Linked DNA regions of Mus musculus: region 2 is linked to region 1. A link is a contact called in public HiChIP or PLAC-seq data. All regions are on one chromosome and are shown on one strand. The core of a region is the stretch at or near the end of the contact, and the rest is flanking DNA. Distances in the headings are between cores, read along the strand shown.

Region 1 (3,337 bases), core at 211-2,710:
TCTAACCCACAGACACACAGGCACATTTGTGTTATCTTAAGCCACTGTGTTTATTACTTTTCTCAAGGTTGTGACAAAATTCCAGGCAGCAGTGGCTTCAGCAGGCTAAGTTTGTTATTCCAGCTCATGGTTTCAAGTGACATCAAGGCTCTAATGGTGGGAGAGCCTAGTGGCAAGAGCAGGGCCTGTCCATGGCAGTGGGGGCTTGTAGTACAGCTTGCTCCCTCCTTGGCAGATCAGAAGCAAGATCTGGGGCTAAAACTGGAATCAGATATCAACACAAAGCTCACTGTCAATGACTCAATTCTGCTGCCTAGGCTACAGAATGGAAGGCTCCACAGCCTCCCAAAACAGTGCCACCAGCTGGAGACCAAATATTCAAACACCCGAGCCTATGTGGGAGATCTCACATTGAAACCATAATTACTACTTGATGGTAATTTGTCACAGCAGCCCTGGAAACGCTAACAGAACCACAGGGCTCAGCCTAGTTCAGGGAACACCATTTCATTGACACATTACCCTTTTATTTCCCCTCAATACATAGATTAGTGTATTTCACACGGGCATCCTTTGCTGGCCCTAAGTCCAAGATCCTGTTTGTAACTGTTTCTGAATTTCAGAAAAAGAAAAAAGAACTCAGGAGGCCAACTTCTCTTCATCATCTTTGTTCTATCTCCAAGTGACTGAGCAGGACACCCACTCTGTATTAGGTCTGCTTTGTGTTTCTCTCTCTCTCACTCTCTCTCTCTCTCTCTCTCTCTCTCTCTCTCTCTCTCTCTCTCTCTCTCTCTCTCTCTGTGTGTGTGTCTGTGTGTGTGTGTGTGTAGAGACAAGAAGAGGTTAGCTCCCTGGATCTACAGTCATAGGTGGCTGTGTCACTTGAAGCTGGGAGCTTGGCCCAGATCGTCTACAAGAACAGCAAGTGCTCTTAACTGCTGAGCCATCTCTCTAGCCCTGTTTGCTTTGTTTTTCAATTAAAGGTTTTTGTTGATAGAAGGAGAAGGAGTACTTTCTTGCTTACAGCCTGTTTATCTAGCTTGGTGATGCCATGTTTACACAGCAGGAGCCCTGGAAATTAATCAATATTTCTGATGAAGCAACACTGAGCTCCACCTCAGCACACACAGTGGCTGGAAAATTTCGAGCTGCCTACACAGGCCCACCATTAAGCTGGTGCCAACTTGGGTGCAGACCAAGACACAAACATGGCAGTGAAGTCTCAGGATACTGTTAGTTTCCTGGTGTATGGAAAAGTTATATTTGCAAGGGGCTAGGGGCAGAATTCAGTTCTAGCAATGCCAGGAAATAGAAGTAATATTTCCATCACCTACAGCCTACTGAGTGTAGAGAAGACATGACAAGAGGCCATTATGGGACAGAGTAGCACGTGTAAAATAATGAGTCAGGTTTGCTCCTGCAGGGTTTCCTCAAACCCTCAACTGGTAAAAGATGCACTGTCTGCAACGTTCACTAAAGCCACTGCAATAAAGAGGTGTGTAAAGAAACAAGGTGCAGCGGTGTGTTACCCTACCACTGAATACTAGAAAGAGTTCCACCCCAAGATTGGGATCTCTCTTGCCTTTGAGTTCTCGGCAATGTGGGAACCTGGAGGGTTTTGCTCTCTCAGCAGTCACTGATTAACAGAAGAAAGGCAGTCATGTTCTCCTCGTTTTCTGCATTTCTGGACGTTTCAGGTCTCCTGGCGTCTTTCCAGTTGTCATTTTGTAATGCTGCTTCCTGAAGGAGGGCAAAGTGCTCCAGGTGTGGTCTCGTTTCCCTCTGAGCTCTGAGGTAATGCTTTCCCTCACAATGAGGCTTTGTTCTCACCTTTCTCTGACTCTCTCTGGCTCTGGCTCTCTCTGTTTCTTTCTCTCTTCTCTCTCTCTCTCTCTCTCTCTCTCTCTCTCTCTCTCTCTCTCTCTCTCTCTCTCTCACACACACACACACACACACACACACACACACACACACTTCATTCCAAGACCTGAGCAAAAGTAGGTTACTGATCCCTTCACGAAACACAGAATGGCCAATCATAGGCTCTCACATTTTTTTTCCTGTGGACTAAGTGTACTGCACCTGTTTCCGAGGAAGCCTCATATTACCCTGAAATTTTAGAGAGCCTCTCCTCATCCATCTCAAAGCACAGGTGGAAATCCAAGCTTATCTTACAACATCCCCATGGGAACAACACCCCTGCCTGCAGTGAATGTGACCTAGTTAGAACTCGAGGCAAGAAGCTTTGGGGAAAATTCCCCTCTAAGCCCCGGAAGGTCGACTTTCAAAACAGTATTCAGGGTGCCATCAGCCAAATAGTGTCCTGGAATGTGGCTGCCATAAAGAATGGCTAGAATACAGCTTATTCCCAGGAGAACGCAATTTCTAGAGGAATAAGGTATTTACTAGAAACAGTTAGGTGAGAGGTGATATTCTGACCGGTTCTGATATTGGAAGCCATGGAATCACTTGAAGGCTCCTGCTTAAGACCATGCAGAAATAGGCAATCGCGTAGCTTTGAGGTTAGGTAAAGGAGAGGCAGAATCAGTATGGCAGTTTTCAAACAAATGCTAAAGTCTGGGTTCTGCCTCAAGTGGGCTACCCTAAACAGCTAAGGTTGGGACACTCAAAGGAATTTCTAGCAGAAATCCAATTAGGAAACAAATTAGTATTGTCTTTCATCTAAGGCAGAGGACACTTTGATGGGGGTTAATCCCCTTTATACAATGCACATGTTTCTGTCTACTTAAAAAACGGTAATACCAGGCATTCCTTTGCCTAGTCAATGCACGCACATTTGGTTGAATGCACTCATCTCTCAGAAAGGTGCTTATCATGAGGCAAGAAATGCCAGTCACAGGACACAGCTATGGTTGTCAGTACTGGGAAGTGTCACTTAAGCTATGTTCAGCTCTCTGGTCAGACTACAGTGAGTTCTCACTTCTTAGATATCCAGGTAATTTGCATGATAGGAGAGAAGATAGTTTTGAACACTTTGACTTTTACAGTCTGATGAGGTCATGAAAATCCTAAGATCATCAGAAATTCTGGCTGAAGATAATGGATGAGGCCAGCTTAACAGTGAGCCATCCAGAACAGGAGGTAGGAGAAAATGCAGTCACTCAGATTTAAATTTATTTAAAATTGTGACATTTCGGTTCATTATGGAATTTCTTGTCCGGATTTTCCTCTAATAAAATGTTACAATGATATATTATTTGTCGTGATGACTGAATTTTTACTGTCCTACCCAAATCTGCAGCCATAGAAAGTGAGGCAGCCTCGTCTTATCACTGGACTGGATAAACACATTTAGCTCTATTCTTTCTAGAAACCC
Region 2 (3,264 bases), core at 741-3,240, 460 kb after region 1:
CTGACTTCAGATGCACCAGAAGAGGGCATCAGATCTCATTACAGATGGCTGTGAGCCACCATGTGGTTGCTGGCATTTGAACTAAGGACCTTTGGAAGAGCAGTCAGTGCTCTTAACCACTGAGCCATCTCGCCAGCCCTATACTTAATTTTCTAAGACTTATGACTCGGTGGAATTTTTGTAGACTTTTGTTTCATATTGCTTTGTCTAGGCATTTGGGGGGGTGCTTACTAGTCTTTTGCTTGTGCATTATGGTTTTCAATTTTGTGTTGATGTTTTTTTCTCTGTGTGTGTGTGTGTGTATGTATGTATGTATGTATGTATGTATGTATGTAGTGTGCATGTATTTGTGTGTGTACATGTGTGTATGAGTGTGTATATATGTATGTGTGGATATGTGTGTGTACGTGTGTGGATATGTGTGTGTACATGTGTGGATATGTGTTTCTTGTGCTTTCACTTTGTTATTTTTCGTTTTTAAAAACCTGGCTGTTTTGTTTTGTTATGTTTTCTAATGAGAAAAAGAAGGCATCGAGCTGAATAAATAGGGAAGAGCTGGGAAGATTTGGAGGAGGAGAAACTATGATCAGAATATATTGTTTAAAAAATTATTTTCAATCTAAACAACAGTGATCATGTACAATGTTTCTCAGTATCTGTTCCCCACCAGAACGACAGGACGATATGGTGGAATCCCACAGCACTCTGGGGAAGATTAATCACAGGCTTGAGGGAGAACAATGGTTGGGACTAGTGTACCACCCACAAGGGTAAGGTGCCATCGGATATCCCATTGCTTCTTTTATAATGGTCAAGTCCTGAGGTAGAGAGTAAAATGGGCTCTCCATTAAGACTGCTCTTAAACATAAGCTATGCCTTGAACAGTGTCCTATTAAGTCATAGATGCTGTGCTTTGATCACTGCTCAATGACAGGAAGTCCTCAAAGGACAGAGGAACGGGTCTACGCAGAAAAGTGTCACTCTCCATTACACAAAGATCGCCTGTCCTGCAGGAGAAGCCTGAGTTATACTGACCTGAAAACTATATACAGTGCTCCCATAAATGGTAGCCCTACTCTGCCATATGTCCAAGTCTTCTTGTACCCTGAAAATGTGTGAATCAATGGGGAAAGGAGGTTGAGTCATCTCATTCTCTGATGCTTCTCACACACCGAGGTCTTGCACTGAGGAGTGCAATTCACTAGGCTGAGGGATGCTCACGTTCATTCTGGAGGGTGGCAGAAAAGCCACATAAGGCTGGGTGAGGCAGCTGTGCTGCAGCTCCCTGACAATCCTCTTCAGCACATCTGCTTTAGTGAAGTGGATCCACTAGCCATGGTTTCAGTTACCCACAGTCAGCCAGAAGTGAGTGTAGCATTGGGAGATAGGAGGCAGCCTGTGCCTATGAGTTTTACCACAGCATATTGCTACAATTGGTCTGTTTGTAACTGCAAATAATCTTTTACTATGCCTAACTTATAAATTAAATTTTAACATAGTTATACATGTTCAGAAAAAGCATAACATATATAGATTCCTGCACTTTTCAGTCAGACATCCCCTGGGGTGTAGAAGTGTATCTCCCTCAAAAATAACAGGGACTACTGCATTAATAAGTAAACTTCTTACGGTTGCTATGTGTCTGGATATGCTGACAGCACTGCAAAGCTAGTAGGGAGGGAATACCACACTGCAGATGCCTATGTGGGGTAGCAGGATGTGGGCAGCAGACACCCTGGGAACAAGGCCAGGGCCAGCAAACACATCAAGCCCTCTAGTGTCATATACATAGCAACTCTTCTTTTTTAAAGTATGCTAATGCCAAAAAGTAAATATGCCCTCAAGGCTACTGCCCCAGGTAACTTCTAAGTTCTCTTTCTGCTCTGTTGGTCTGCGGTTTTATGAATGGTAGCCTGTTATGCAGACTCAGTTCAGAAAGTGGGTGGGCCATGACTTCAGAGGTATACTCACAGAAGGCTAGGAGTACAAACGTGCCCTAAGCCCTGACTAACAGCCCCAGGGCAAACCCCCACATTACAAAGACTCCGTGCCCACAGGCACACAGAAGCACCAACCTACTTCCTCTCTGACAGATCCAAACTATTCATGAAGGGTGCTCTGTTTTGCCCTTCGATCCCCATTAAAAGATGTGCAATGAAATAAAACTTTATGTTGAATATATCTGGGTATTTCACTAATTATGAGAATCTTGAAAGAGAATTGTTAAAAGGCAACATTTTATTTAATAAAAAGGCAATGCAGACTTCTATTTATCTTGTTTACATTTTCATTCCTTACATTAGATTTATTTATTTACACTCCATGTACAGCCCTGAAAAAAGATAATCATTAACAAAAAGGATGCATTCTTGTATGTAAAAATCTGTAGTGACTAAAATAACCAAATCAATACTCTGCTAATATAAACATGACTCAGGATTTTCTAAAAGCATAAATCCTAACAACTAAAATACTTTTCTCTAAAACTACCTGAAAAGGCTTTATATTTAGAACTCAAAATTGATGCTACCATGTAGCAACTTGGTACTAAGCTCTGGCTAAGGAACAACTGATACCTAGAGTAAACAATGCATGGGCTGCTGCTCTGGGCATTGTCAAAAACTGTGCTTACTGCTAGACTTGATGCCCTCGGCTTCAGAGCTATGCCACCTCACTGGATACTTCCTTATTGCAGTGATTTGATTATGGCTTGGTTCAGGGAGTGGCACAATAGGAGGTGTGGCCTTGTTGGAAGAACTGTGTCACTGTGGGGGTGAGCAATGAGACCCTCCTCCTAAACACATGGGAGCCAGTCTTCTCCTAGTAGCCTTCAGATGAAGATGTAGAACTCTCAGCTTCTCCTGCACCATGCTTGCCTGGACACTGCCATGCTCCTGCCTGGGTGATAATGGACTGAACCTCTGAACCTGTAAGCCAGCTCTAGTTAAATGTTGTCCTAGTAAGAGTGCCTCAGTTATGGTGTCTCTTCACAGCAGCAAAACCCTAACTACGACACTTATCCACAGCAGCCTGTCAAGACAGCAGGGCAGAGCATGTTGTATATAGGTATCTCAAGCTCCACTTAGGAGCCAGGAACCTGGGAGCAAGTTTGGAGCCCACTCTCCTTACCTCAAGCATGCTAGGTGGAAGGAGGGAAGACTAAGGAAACCCAGCCTCAGCAAAGCTGAGGCATGCTGCTGTCACTCTAGCCCCAGCTCCCGAGCCTTTGGGTACTTACCCTAAGCATGCAAGGTAACCCCATGT

The links. HiChIP or PLAC-seq counts read pairs in DNA pulled down with a chosen protein or histone mark.
Region 2: an HNF4G HiChIP or PLAC-seq map of pancreatic cancer cells shows a contact between it and region 1. The contact joins two enhancer-like sites. A contact is called at or near these places in 1 of 15 datasets of contacts at CTCF or cohesin (large pre-B cells), 2 of 484 Hi-C or Micro-C datasets (bone marrow-derived macrophages and urothelial organoids) and 1 of 115 datasets of contacts at active chromatin or transcription factors (pancreatic cancer cells).

What each region holds. Positions count from the first base shown.
Region 1 is chr1:43,304,426-43,307,762 of GRCm38.p6, forward strand. All of the region lies in intron 1 of LOC115487086 (a long non-coding RNA gene), which reads right to left. Among named protein-coding and RNA genes, the nearest start is that of Gm29040, 45 kb to the left of the region's middle. Within about 2 kb of position 1,461, at least 47 of the 459 cell types and tissues checked have an H3K27ac peak or open chromatin away from gene starts, as enhancers often do. A contact at or near this core is called in pancreatic cancer cells, where this site is marked.
Region 2 is chr1:43,766,866-43,770,129 of GRCm38.p6, forward strand. All of the region lies in intron 9 of Uxs1 (UDP-glucuronate decarboxylase 1), which reads right to left. Among named protein-coding and RNA genes, the nearest start is that of Ecrg4, 38 kb to the left of the region's middle. Within about 2 kb of position 1,991, at least 67 of the 459 cell types and tissues checked have an H3K27ac peak or open chromatin away from gene starts, as enhancers often do. A contact at or near this core is called in pancreatic cancer cells, where this site is marked.